4 separate regions of the Mus musculus genome follow, and regions 2, 3 and 4 are each linked to region 1. A link is a contact called in public promoter capture Hi-C data. All regions are on one chromosome and are shown on one strand. The core of a region is the stretch at or near the end of the contact, and the rest is flanking DNA. Distances in the headings are between cores, read along the strand shown.

What was found. Promoter capture Hi-C pulls out the DNA fragments that hold promoters and counts their contacts. Capture Hi-C pulls out chosen DNA fragments and counts their contacts.
Region 2: a promoter capture Hi-C map of liver shows a contact between it and region 1, with 5 times the contacts expected there. The contact joins the promoter of Mtres1 here to the promoter of Cep57l1 in region 1. A contact is called at or near these places in 1 of 39 promoter capture datasets (liver) and 2 of 9 other capture datasets (adipose tissue and liver).
Region 3: a contact with region 1 is called in a promoter capture Hi-C map of pancreatic islet. The contact joins the promoter of Rpf2 here to the promoter of Cep57l1 in region 1. A contact is called at or near these places in 2 of 39 promoter capture datasets (embryonic stem cells and pre-B cells), 1 of 484 Hi-C or Micro-C datasets (cardiomyocytes), 2 of 115 datasets of contacts at active chromatin or transcription factors (astrocytes and pancreatic cancer cells) and 2 of 9 other capture datasets (liver and pancreatic islet).
Region 4: a promoter capture Hi-C map of liver shows a contact between it and region 1, with 5 times the contacts expected there. The contact joins the promoter of Ddo here to the promoter of Cep57l1 in region 1. A contact is called at or near these places in 3 of 39 promoter capture datasets (frontonasal cranial neural crest and liver).

The regions. Positions count from the first base shown.
Region 1 is chr10:41,808,143-41,811,455 of GRCm38.p6, forward strand. Cep57l1 (centrosomal protein 57-like 1) reads right to left here and starts at 1,726. Exons shown (of 11, transcript NM_001243074.1): 1 at 1,646-1,726; 2 at 1,431-1,521. The coding sequence starts at 1,505. Sesn1 (sestrin 1) reads left to right here and starts at 2,432. Exons shown (of 10, transcript NM_001162908.1): 1 at 2,432-3,158. The coding sequence starts at 2,880.
Region 2 is chr10:43,539,291-43,542,603 of GRCm38.p6, forward strand. Mtres1 (mitochondrial transcription rescue factor 1) reads right to left here and starts at 1,728. Exons shown (of 4, transcript NM_026411.2): 1 at 1,650-1,728.
Region 3 is chr10:40,245,250-40,248,562 of GRCm38.p6, forward strand. It overlaps Rpf2 (ribosome production factor 2 homolog), which reads right to left and starts at 1,790. Exons shown (of 10, transcript NM_023323.3): 1 at 1,704-1,790. The coding sequence starts at 1,726. It overlaps Gtf3c6 (general transcription factor IIIC, polypeptide 6, alpha), which reads right to left. Exons shown (of 6, transcript NM_026113.5): 6 at 2,452-3,313.
Region 4 is chr10:40,628,168-40,631,480 of GRCm38.p6, forward strand. It overlaps Ddo (D-aspartate oxidase), which reads left to right and starts at 1,844. Exons shown (of 5, transcript NM_027442.5): 1 at 1,844-1,924.

The DNA of each region.
Region 1 (3,313 bases), core at 476-2,975:
TGTAGAAGGAAGCAGCTTTGTTTGAAAGTGAAGTCTAACAGAGAGGGAAACAAAGTGATGAATCAGAAAAAGATTCAGTAGACTAGGATCTACCCAACTCTCATGAGAGAGGAGAGAGAGGCAACATAGGAGGGAGCAGACAGAGGGAGAGAGGAAAAGAGACAGTGTTACCGGGAGAGTTTTACAGAGACAGGGTGAAGAGAGAACAAGCTAGACATGACAGGCTGAGCCAGAGAATAAGGAGGAGCCAGAAGAGTAGAACACATTGCTAAAGTTAGTTTGAAGCCAAGCAGAGCAATTCAGTCAGAAGCAAGAGACGCCAGTTTGAATCAGTCAGAGGAGTTTGGGCCAAAACAGCTGAGTTGAACCAGAGAGCAAGAATTCAGAAAGAGCTAGAAAGAGTGAGCTTATTCAGCAGGAAGTCTCAAAAGCTGGAAACACTATAGGCCTTTACAGAAGCTAGAAGCTTGCAGGATTGGGCCTAGATTAGCTGATGGAGGCAGTAAGCCTCCAGACAGCAATTACAGCAGGAGAATAAAAGTTATTGTTACACTTTTCTCATGTTAAAAGCCTCATTAATTTTTATGGTTTTGGATTTTTCAATGAGTGTATTGTTTGCATGTATGCCTGTGCCCCAGGTTTATGCCTGGTGTCTACTGAGGTTAGAAGTCATCAGATCCTCTGGAACTAAAGTTATGAATGGCTGTGAGCTGCCAAGTTGGGGCTGAGAATCGAACTTAAGTACTGTATAAGAACAATTCTTAACTACTGCACCATCTCTTTAGTTCCAGATTAATATTTTATGACTATGTTTACTTTGTAAAACAAAGGATTAAAATCGAATCCGATTACCAGTCTATTAAAAACCTTCCAAAAACACCTTTAGAGAAATGACCATATCGTTCAAAGATAACACATTTAGGAGGTTTTTATAGGCTTCTTTTCATACAGAACCTTCCAAACCTAAGGACATTTGAAGTTCTTTTCAGTCTCAGACACAAGAGACTTGCTTTCAAAGATCCCCTTCGGATGCTATCTGACTGAGCAAAGACAGCACAAAACAGATCCCTGTAAGGGCAAAGGTGCAATGGCAACGCTTAGGGATTCCTAATCCATTCAGCACGGGCCTATGTGCAAGAGGACAGCAGAAGCAGCGGCGTCGGTTTTTTGTTTTGCTTTTTTGTTTCTTTTCTTTTTTTTTTTTTTCCAGTTTGCCTGTCTTAAGGCTGCTCCTTGGCCTTCCAAACAATGATCCCCAAATCCTTGCCTCAGTCACCCAACCAAAGGTGTTGAGCACCTGCACTATTTCTCTCCCGGCAAGCCACGACGGAAAGGAAGCAATCCCAGATGGCGTCGGCACCAGAGTTTCCGAGGGGAAAAAAAAAATTTTTTTTCACTGAACGGGTCACAACCAAGCCTACCACGCTTACCAGATGGACGCTCCCAGTTAACCACGGCCTCCAGAACCGTTGGTTCGCGGGCAAAGACAAGTGTCGCGGTGGCATCTGGGAATTGTAGTTTCTGTCGCAAACAGAGCGCGTAGTTAGCATTACAACTACATTTCCCAAAAGCCAACGCAAAGCCCTGCCTGCTTGGCTGTCACTCATAATTCTATCCCATTTCTACTTGGAATACTATAGAGCACCTTTATTTGTTCGGCTTTTCTTGTTCGATAAACATCTCCGGGCATCTGTACTCCTTACTTTTCTTTCCCCTTCTTCAAACCAGCGCCTCCAAACGTCGAGAAAGGACAACACCGCGGAAAGCGCATGCGCCCTGGCCGGCGTCGCGCATGCGCAGCAGCCGGTCTTAGTCAGTGGCGCGCTGGACTCGGGGTCCGGAGGTACTCTGCCCGAGGGCGGGGCTGCTTCCAATGGCTGTCTTTGCGGGTCGCGTGTGCCTGGGCGGAGAGGCAGGCATGGGGCAGGGGCGGCTCCCGGCGGTCCCGGGCGGGGACAGGGGAGGGGCTGGGGGTGAGGACCCCGTCTCCCCTCCCTGCTCCCGCCCTCTGGGCCGATCCCCACCGACGGGGCTGGGCGAAGGGGCGGGCTCTGTGCCTGGGGCCCTTTGCTTCAGCCGTGCAGCCCTGGGCTCGATGACTGCTGGATTGCGGGGTGCCCTCTGGCTTGGCGGAGGTGGGCGAGGACAGAGGAGTAAGAGGAGCATCGGCGTACCCCGGGGGACAAGAACCGGCAGGGTTGGGGACGCCGCCCTTAGTCGCCGCTGACACTGTGATTGGCGGACACTGCTCCCCCGGAGCACCGGAGCCTCGGGCCCCAGCAGCTAAGGGCCAGGGTCTACCGCCTACCCCGCCAGCACCCGCCCGCTGCCCTGCCGCGGCGCTAGGAGGAGCCGAGGGGGGCGGAGACTGGTGTCGGAGGAGGGCGGGGTGGGAACGGTCGAGAACCAGCCGCTGCACAGACAAAAAATCGAATGGCTGGAGAACCTTCTACTGTTTACCAGCCTTTTGGGACCAAGCACGGATTTGACAGCTCCACAACGTGAGGATATCCGCTGACCCTGCGACACAGAGAACACTTCCCCGGGACTCTGTGTCCAGCTAACCAGCTCTGTGAGATTGCAACTTTCCAAGTTTGTTCTTTTCAATCTCTGTCAGAAGACTGCCCTCGTGTAGGAGAGGGTGCCTGGGTGATCCGCCTTGTGGATCGATTTGAAAGCATCAACTTTAAAAAGCACGTGTGATTCCCAGTGCCATCCAGACGCCTGCTTTCACGACGGCTGGATTTCTCTGACTTTATTCTTAGCGTTTCTCGTTGTTTTTGTTTTTTGTTTAAAAAACAAACAAACGACGGGCTGCTTTGGGGGAATGCTGAAAGGTAACTGACTAAACGCTGAAAAAGAAAAAGCTCTTGATTGTCATGGCTGAAGGAGAGAATGAAGCGAGATGGGAGGGACTGTGCAGCAGAGACACGACTACTAGAGAGACAGCACTGGAAAACATTAGGCAGATCGTTTTGAGAAAAACCGAATACCTTCGTTCAGCGAAAGAGACACTTTCCCGACCTTCAGACGGACTTTCAAACGCGGTTTCTTTGGATGGGATGAATAAACTTCTTGCTCATCTGCTTATGCTCTCTAAGAGATGTCCCTTTAAAGATGTGCGAGAGAGAAGCGGGCTCATTCTGAAGAGCGTCGAGGTAAGAGCAGTTTTAGAGTGACTTAACTAGCCGATGTGATTTGACTTAGTTATTCCCGTCGCTTTTGCTTCCATGGGGGTAGTCTAACTGGTTAGCTGTTAATAATGACATCACTAGGCATTAGAGGGTTCTGTAAAACGTTCAATGTTGGGCCC
Region 2 (3,313 bases), core at 478-2,977, 1.7 Mb after region 1:
AACTAAACAAAACCTGAACAGTGACAACCGTGTCTGTCTTACTTGGTCAGCTTCAGCCCCTGCCGCACTGACACTAGTCTTCATGGTCCTTACACACAAGCAGCTATCCTTAAAGAGTGTTTTCCATGGCTACAACTGATTTAGAGCTGGGGTGATTATAAAGGATAGAGATTTTTTTTTACTCATGCCTCTAGAGTCTGGGAAATTCAAGTCAACTGCCTCTAACCCTCTTCTCCCCTTAAACAAACTCCCCTTCCCTTCTGCCCTTTAGAAGCTGCCATTTGGTGAAAGGACTTCTTGCTGCATCACAAGGTGGAAGATAAGGATGGTGTAAGCATGCCAGAGAGAGCTTGTTTTCATAACAAAGCCACGTACTCCCTTAATACCCACTAATACCGACTGTCCATTCTTCAGAAAGAACCTTCATGGCCCTGCTCTTCCTAAAGGTACTGCACCAAATTCCTAACACATGAAACTAGGGGGACACATTCTGGACAAACTAGGGACCTTTGTTCCAGACAGGCCTAGAACACTCTCACTTAGGTATCTGCAAGGAAACTCACCTTCAAGTCTAGACTCAAACACATCCCCTCAGCGGGGCCTACCCATTCCATTCCAACTATTCCAACGCAACTCCACCTTGCCAATCGGTCCCCTTTACCACACTTACCCCACCCCCAGAGCTAATCACAGGCTGCTGTGTAATTTACCAGATGCTGTCTGCATGTGCATACACTCCACAAGACTAGACTTCTTCTTCATCCCTGTTTTATTTATCTCACGTGCACAGAAATAGTGCCTGGTAATTAAAAACTTGCAGAAGCTAGGAACGCTGTTGCAAGCCTATAATTCAAGCATCTGGGAAAGAGGCAGGAGCTCACGTGTTCAAGGACATCGTTCACTATAAAAGTAAGAAGCCAGTCACAACGAGGCCGCCTTAAAAAAGTCTTATAGACCTAAGTCTGGAGGTCACCCAGACGGCACGAGAGATACAGAGAGTTTTAGTAGGAAAGTAACCCGGCAGGAGTCCATATGAAAAAATCTCCTTGACGGCAGTTTGCATTAGAGATGACTAGGAAAGAAAGCCCGTAAGGTTCGTTTCGGGTGAGATTTCTATAAAGCTATAGACTCTATAACGAAGGCTAAGACTGGCAGAAGAGCAGTGTTTAGGATACACAGGCAAAGCTGTCCTTGACCTGCACTACGCTGGGAGTGGATCCACGTTCCTTAGCGTGTCACCGCTCTGTAAGACCCGGGCCTGGCCTCCAGTTGGTTGGGTCTACAGCTACGAAACCCTTCCCTTCTGCGGACGTCGGAAGCGGACTTCTACACAAGATCGAGTTCCCCTGGAGCCCTCCCATCCCGAACCTTCCCCAGGTCCCCCAAGGTCAAAGGAAACTGGACACTCCCACGCCGCCCAGCCCCGAGTCAGTGTGTCTGCAGCTTGCTGCACCCAAGTCCGGGGACGCACAGCCTGGGCCAGCTTAATTCCCACGGTCCCGGGGTTCGAGAGGCGTCCCTAGGCAACCCCAACTCTGCGGAACGGGAAGGGTTCGCAGACACGGCCGGAGCGCCGCAGGGCAGAAGCCAGCCGAGGGCGAAGCGCCCGGCGAGGGGCTGAGCCGGCGGGCCAGTAGGGGCGCACTCACCTGCGCAGTCCGCTGGTCCCTCCCCGGACCGCGCCGACCGCAGGCGGGAGCCACCTCCGCACCTGCCCCGCCTCTTCCGCCCCAGCCTACGCAGAGAGTGGACCCCTAGGCGCATCTGAGCACGGTGGTGGCCTCACAGCGTCCCCTGCTGGACGCGGCGCCTTGGAGGACCACGCTGTTGAGGTCGGGGTGTGGGGAAGTGAGGTGGGGGGGGGGGGGGGGGGGAGAGGGGACGTGGGAGGCCCATCCCAGGCCCGCTGAGCTTGGCAGCCAGTTCCAGAAGAATTTGGTTTGGAAGCAAAAGTTCTTTCTCTCGAATAGCCAAAGCCCTGAACTTCTTAGTGAGTTATAGATGTTGTCTCCAGAAAACTGTCTTAACATCACAGAATATAAGAGTTTACTTCTAACCCGTCCGTGTGTAGGTGTATCGCTGTAATCCCAACACTGGAGAGACCGAGGTAGGAAGAATGGGGGTTCAAGGTTTTCCTTGGGTACATGACTAGGAAGTTCGAGGCCAGGCTGAGCTACAAAGAAATAAATATAAATGGGAATAAATAAAATACCTCACATTGGGTGTGATCCTATCATTGGGGGAGTGGAGGCAGAAAGATCAAGTAAGTCACTTGACCTGTCTTTGGCTACATAACAAGCTTGAGACCAGCTTGGGTTACATGAAACCCTGTCTCAATATATCAACCCCTGACCCCCCACCCCCCAAAAAAAACTAAGTCACACCGTTTTCGTTCAGTTTTCTTGCCATGCCAGAAGTGATTGGACAGGGGTTAGAGTCTAGGAAAACACGGTTTAGTGGAACCAGTGAAAACAAACCTTGGGAGTCAGATGGAATATAGCCCAGACACTAGAGTACAGTCAGTTTCACAAAAGTTGTTTTTTTGTTTTGTTTTGTTTTGTTTGTTTGTTTTTAAAACGTAAATACTTTTACGTGTATGAGTGTCTTTGCCTGCATGTACCATGTGCCTCTATGCTGAAGGAGGCCAGAAGAGGGCATTGCATCTCCTGGGACTGGAGTTACAGATGGTTGCTAACCACCATGCAGATGCTGGGAATGGAATCTGGCTCATCTGGAAGAGCAGCCAGTGCCCTTCCCTCTGGAGCCCAGGTTTAGATATGTTTGCGTTAACGTTTGTTGGGATATATGCTGTATTAAACGAGAAGTAGCCTTCCTGATTTTCTTCTTTTTCAGACGTTTCCCTTCCAAGTCTGTGAGCTCTGTTCCCCGCCTTTTCATTGATGCTCCTTTCTCCTAAGTTGGCACAATAGTTTCTTGATTGTGTTTGTATAAGAGGAATGCACAACTACAAATTGTTTCAAATGCTGAAATGATACATCTACACGGTTGACATTGTGAGATCAGGAGGGATACACAGTTGCATTTACTTGTAGGTCAACACCTGCCATCATGTTTGACCTAGGGAACTCAGGTCTTTTAGTCTTGGCAGCGAAAGCCTTTATCCTTTGAGCCAGTTCACCACCCCTTGGGAAAAAATTTTTTAAAAAAATTAAAAAGATTGCAGGGTATGGTAGCCCATGTCTTTAGTTTTAGCATTTGTGAGGCAGAGGCAGGCAGATCTCTGTGGGTTTGAGACCAGCCAGGTCTAAAAAGCAAGTCTAGAACAGCTAGGGCTCCTTTCACAGAGAAACAC
Region 3 (3,313 bases), core at 540-3,039, 1.6 Mb before region 1:
CACAGGACAGCTCCCAACTGGCTGTAATTCCAGTTCCAGGGACCTGCTGTTCTCTTCCGGCTTCTGCGGGCATTGCATACACAAGTGCACATAAATACAAGCTAGCATTCACACATACATAAATAAAAATAAATTTAAAAAATGAGATGACGTCAAGTTAAGCGTTGTTTTTAACTTAGTATGTTTCTGCATGGTGGCCTGTAATTACAGCTCTTTAACAAATCAGGCAACTCAAGACTAAAAAAATAATATGCCCAAGATCTTCACTGCTGGCATGGAAGCCAACGTTAAAATTGTACTAGATGTAAGTTACAACTCCAATGTGCAAATAATTCAGGGGGCAGGGTATGGGGGACTTTTGGGATAGCACTGGAAATGTAAAGAAAATACCTAATTTAAAAAAAAAGAATGTAAAAAAAAAGAATTCAACTTTGCTTCTGATTTGCTGCAGTAAACATGATACTTTTCACAGTTTTCTATGAACAAAATTTCTCCTCTCTCAAATAAAAATAACCCTCCATTTCCCAGTCTTGGGACAGGTAGGGAAAGAAGAAAGAGAGAAAAAAAAGAAGGGAGGAGGGACAAAAAGAGAGCGAGAGAAAGAGAGAGAGAAAGAAAAGGGGAGGTAGGGAGGGGAGGAAGGAAAGGAAGGAGAAAGGGAGAGGAAAGAAAGAAAAAAATAAAAGAAAACCCAAAATATGCATACACCTTAATTTCCCACATAGAATTTAAAAATTCTCCTCCAATGAAATGTCATGTATAAAACCAAGTTAGGCTGAGCAGTAGTGACACATGCCTTTAATCCCAGCACTTGGGAGGCAAAGGCAGGCAGATTTCTGAGTTCAAGGCCAGCCTGGTCTACAGAGTGAGTTCCAGGATAGCCAGGGCTATACAGAGAAACCCCGTCTCGAAAAAACAAACAAACAAAAAAAAAAAAAACCCAAGTTAGTCATTTAATAGTCAGTCAAAGATGTACACATTTTATTGAGTTAAATCAAGGCACACACTGTTTTTATACACTTTACAGCCCGTGTCTTTATGCAATTTGACTAACCAGTTATCAATATAAATAGCACCTTACTAGTTAGTCATAGTAGGTGCACAAAATTCATTAATGACTAAAAAGAAACTGTCGTCTACACTACATATTTACTTAAGTAGCAGAAAACTGTAAGAACCAATGCAATAGCATTTGGGAACTCAATAAGTATTTTTTGAACAAACGTAACCATCACTCAGGGAAATGCAGAAGTGTACAAGGTTGGAAGGAAAAGAAAAATTCCCATTTTGTACCTGTTGTGGCAAACACTGCTCTCTACAGTTCTATGACACACGGCTGTTGTGACAGCTATTTTTTACAGGGTAAACTGATTTAGGGCTGTTCAAATGCCCAGAGTGACAAAACTTTGAGTCCAGTTTGTCGCCTGGTTCTTGTCAGATTCCGAGGCCACCACCATTCTCACAGCTCAGAATCTATCAGCGGCGAGGTCATAAGCCGATCACAGCGTCCGCCCTCGCTCCAGTCCACCGCCCGCGGTCTGCCACCACGGCTTCCCCAGCGGCGATTCGGGACGGAGAATCGGCCGAGCCGACTCCTTCCCAGGGACCACTAGCAAAGCACGACCGGAAAGAGCGACAGCGGGAAGACCGCGTCGGAGGTCACGGGAGACTCGCCCCCACGCCATCGCGCCCCACACACTTACAGAACTTTGTCCAAAGCATCCATAGCTGCAAGATCCCTTAGCGAATGCACGTGTACCGATTACTTCCGGGAAGCCGCCGCGAGCGCCGGAAGAGACGGTGCCGGAAGTGCGAAATACCACTTCAATGGACAGCCCGGCTGTCCGCGCTGGCGGCCATTTTGGGAAGGCATGGCGTTCCGTCTCCCTTGGTTACGGAACGTTGTTTGATTGTTCTCCGGAAAGTAAACGACTTAGTCGAGGATTTGGGAGGCAAGTGTTCCTTTTCAGGGAAATAACCAGAATGCTAGAAAGGTTGGAGGTACGGTACTCAGTTACCAAAAGTACTGCTATGAAAAGGACGCCATTAACTGGGAGAGCAGTTGAAGCAGCTTGATTAACCCCTCGCCTTCTACATGAAAGATACACGAAGAATACTGCTCATCGTGACTTTCTCTCAAGTCTCAGTCATATAACTTGCATATAGTTATATAAAATACACCTGGTAATGTGTACAATTCATTGGTTTGGGTGCCTTCACAAAGCCACTGAAGCCAGCACAGCCGTGAAGGCAGTAACACCAGCATTGGGGGAGGAGAGGGCAGAATTGAAAATTAAAAATTCAACCTCCACTCCACAATGAGGTGCACGCGCACACACACACACATCAAAGAACTCAGCATTGGGCTGCAGTCCTGGCATCTCAGTACTTTAGAAAGGAAGGCTGGAAGATCAGGCTGTGTAGGGATTTAGATGCAACCATCAACTATTATCTCATGCAATATACTTTTATTACTTCAAAGAGCTCACATACCCATCCACGAGTGGCACGGTGTTGCCTGGAATTGCCTAGTCTGCTGTACATAGTATGAATTGAATCTCATAGTGTGCAGTCTTGGGTCTGACTTTATTAAATTTTGAGTTTTGTTTTGAGACAGGGTTTCTCTACATCACTTTCTCTGGCCTGTAACTTGCTATATAGATCACCGGGATCTTGAATTCTGTGTTGTTTCTGCCACTTGAGTGACAAAAATTACAGTCATTTGCCACCACAAGTGACCTAATTTACCATTGCAAGGTCTGTGCATTTGTGTGCTCTGTTTTGGGGTGAGGATCTTGAAATGCAGCCAGTGCTGGCATAGAGCTGTTGACCGTGCTGGTGTAGAACCTGAGATGCTGCCTTTCCCTATGGACCACTGGAACTAAATGCATAGCCTACCAAGATTAAAGGCATGTCCTGCCATTCCAGGAAATCCATCTTTTTGCATATTGGGATGGATAATGGCAAGTTAGGAAGGTGGCTTCTAAATAGCTTTAAAGGCCTGGCTGGAGCTACCTGGGCAGTCTCAGTGGTATAGCACTTAACTATATACACCGTCCTAGGCACAAACTCCTGTCCAAGTCTGACCGGACTATTTAAGACACTGTCTCAAAATAAATAAGCAATAAATCCATCTGGTAAACAAACTCCTTTTCCCAAGTTCTATGAGCTGTGCTAGCAAGCAATTGAAGGTGAGAAAAGCATTGTGGGAACATTCAGTTTGTAGGCAAGTCAGAGGCGGTGGGTAACTTGGGGAACTACTTGAGATTAGCATGTAGACTAGAGATGGCACGATGGTATGGGGCTGTGGATC
Region 4 (3,313 bases), core at 594-3,093, 1.2 Mb before region 1:
CTTGTTGTAGGGAGTGTGTCACTGTGGGTGTGGGCTTTAGGACTCTCATCCTAACTGTCTGAAAGCCAGTCTTCTGTTTGGCTTCAGAAGAAGATGTAGAACTCTCAGTTCTTCCAGAGCCATACCTGCCTGGATGCTGCCATGTTTCCCACCATAATGACTGAACCTCAGAACCTGTAAGCCAGCCCCAGTTAAATGTTGTCTTGTAAGAGTTGCCTTGGTCATGGTAACTGTTCACAGCAGTAAACCCTAACTAAGACACCAGGGTTAGTGGTTTCTTTGCAGCCTTTATATCAGACTAAGCTCTCCTGAGTTCTACGAGGTACTGCAGCAAACGAATTGAACCCAGTGTGGGCAACCTAGAACCCCAAATTTGTGGTGGGACCCAAGGCACAGGGCACAACCCGAGGTTTGAGATATGCATCTGACCTTTGATAAGGGGTAAGTCTTAAGACCTGAGCCTCCAACCTGTGGTACCAGATACCATCTTCAGGTAGAAGGTGCCAGAATTGAAAGAGAATCCTGCTGAACCGGATGTGTCTGCTGGAGAGTCTGCTATATTGGTTGCTGGATGTGTGTGGAGAAAGAACCCATTCCCCTAGACACAGAACTGTTCCATTTTCTGTGACTTTGGGATTGTGGACTGAAGGGACAATGCCCTTTCTTTTCCATTTTGACACCCAGACAGCCTTGTATAAAATCGTACCTAGCTGAGCTCACCAGAGGCTCATGGCCACATGCAAAAGGAATCATCTTTCTCTCCTTTTCAGATGGGAAGACAGACTGAGACAGCCTCTGACTTGCTCAAGATAAGATAGTGAGGACCCTGCTTTGACAAAGAGGACCTCTGCTTGGCTGAGAGCATGCATAGGGAGTCTGCTACACAGAATGGCCTTTATCACACAAGAGACCATGGGCTTTTCCACATGTCTTGGAGCCTCGGTTTATATCTGTAGAATAAGGAGGATACGTCTCATTTCACAAGAGAATGGTGTTACGTGGTGATACAGTCATGGCTAAAGCGAAATCTCTTATTAGTATATTAACGTGGTTAATATTATTCTATTAAATATTATCTGGGCTGGAGAAATGGCTCAGCGATTAACACATGTAATTGCCAGCACCTTCATCAGGTGGCGCACCACCACCTATAACTCCAGCTCCAGGACATCTGGTGCCCTCTTCTGGCCTCCATGGGCACTGCGTGCATGTGAGAACAACATGCAATAGACCACAGACCAACAGACCACAGCAATTTAAATGTAAAACAAATCTTTAAGATATATTATAGCTATTGTGATACAACCAATTACGTCTCTAGAATCAAATGACTTTCAGGGAGGTTTAATGTGGGCTTTTCCTACTACTGAGCTGTGTGTGTTTCTGAGGAGGTGACACTCAGCAAATACCAGTTCCCTTCTATAAATATTTGGTTCATCCTAACTTATTTTCTGAATAAATTTTCCATCTGCCACCAGGCCGGCATCTCAGCTATCAACAACTCTGAACAATGCGGCAGGGGAAACGAGTGCTTGGTTCTAGCTGGGACTTTTTGGAAGTCAGACAGACCACCCATTTATTTGCCATGCAAACAAATCAGCCGGAGAAACTCCAGGCTGGTGGCAAGCTGAAGTTCTTGAAAGCCAGACAAAGACAGGTCATAGAGGACGAAACTTCCCCTGCAGGCTTGGCAGAGAGGCAGTTCCACAGAGCTTACACGTGCCTCTCTCCTGGGGAGTCAGAGGCAGACACTGTGGCATGGACCAATGGAGGGTAAGCTTAGAGAGAGTGTCCTTAATAATTTCCCCAATGGGAAGGAGTTTTGTTTTCCCTGTCTCTTAGGAGACCAGGCTAACAGGTCACTGGAAAACAAGTGTTGGTGCCAGGACCTCCGGTGGATACCAGACTGCTTTTTCAGAGACAGGTATTTGAATCCTCACTCTTTGCTCTAGGGTCGTTCTGTATGCACTCTGGGATTTTAGGGGTGTGTCTTGGTGGGGTTGGGGCCAGAGATTGATAGGTCACACTATATCAGGACATGCCCTATGTTTCTGGCTCTCTTTCCACTCCACTGGCAGCTGGTTATTCTTAGCCACAGATTGCTTTTCACCCTAGTGTTAACTTATTAGAGCTGTGGCGCAAGGCTGCTAGATAGGCAACTAGTAAGATCATGGCCGTCTGTCTTCTATTACCTCCTCTGGAAACAAGTCCAGGACCTCCCTCTCCCAGCCTTCCCCACTGGACTGTGTCCTGCTGGGAATCTTCTCTTGTCTTTCTTCAACCCTGGCAGTCTGACATCTCAGCTCACCTGCTCAGAAACGCACACGGCTCAGTTGGAGGAGAAGCGCACATTAAACCTCCCTGAAAAGGCTTCAAGGCTCACGGAGTGGGAGTCAAGTGGAGCTAGGGAGGAGGCAGAGAACCACTCATAGCCAGACCTCATGATGTCTGCCATGGCTAACCTCACCTGGCCTGATGCCCTGTTCACTGCCTGTTGCAAGAAGGGATTGTACCAGGGGTGGGTGGGATTTAGGCTAACAACACAAGCAGCTGGCTGAGAGAACTTTACCCCTAAGGAATGGCTATAACTAACTGGAATAATTACGTTTTGTCCACTCTCCTTAATCTGGAATTGAGCCAGATAGAGGGAGTTGGGCATGGAGCACACATAGTAAGACAAAGAAGTGAAGGCGGGCAGGAGGCTGACAGGTCAGCACCAAGTAACAGATTCCTGCTGCCTCTGCGGAGAGCGTGGAGGACACTGACATCTTTGCCCCTCTCTCTACCTTCCACACAAGATGTCAGCCTTGGGGTGCCTGGCGCAGGCGCCTGGTATCTACATTTTCCCTACATCCTCCCACAGGGGATCTATTTGGGAGACAGCCTCAGCGGCCTGCCGTTTACTACTCAAAGAGGCTAATAAGAATTCATTTGGTGCTGTCTTCAGGTGAAGGCACAGAGGCTAAAGGACCGCGGCCATTTCTTCCTGTTATGCAATCATCTGTGGCAGCCAGACATGACCTCTGTGTCTGCTCCCTAGAGTCCCGGGAGCAGAAGTCACAGCTCGGCTGCTTCCCAGGACTAGCTTACCTCCTCAGCAGTCCCTAGAATGTGCCCATAGGGAAAAAGTTAGGCAAGGGCACTATGACTAGAATTCTACCCCCGAATGCCATGTGATTAGTGCTGGTGAGCACGGCAGGCAAACCTAGGCTGATTCTGTTTTGGTAGCAATTGCCCGTAGAGAGACCTCGAAGTTCGCACTGTTATTTATGGAATGAGAGCTTAAAAGGTTGCTGGGCTGGGTCCTGGGGAC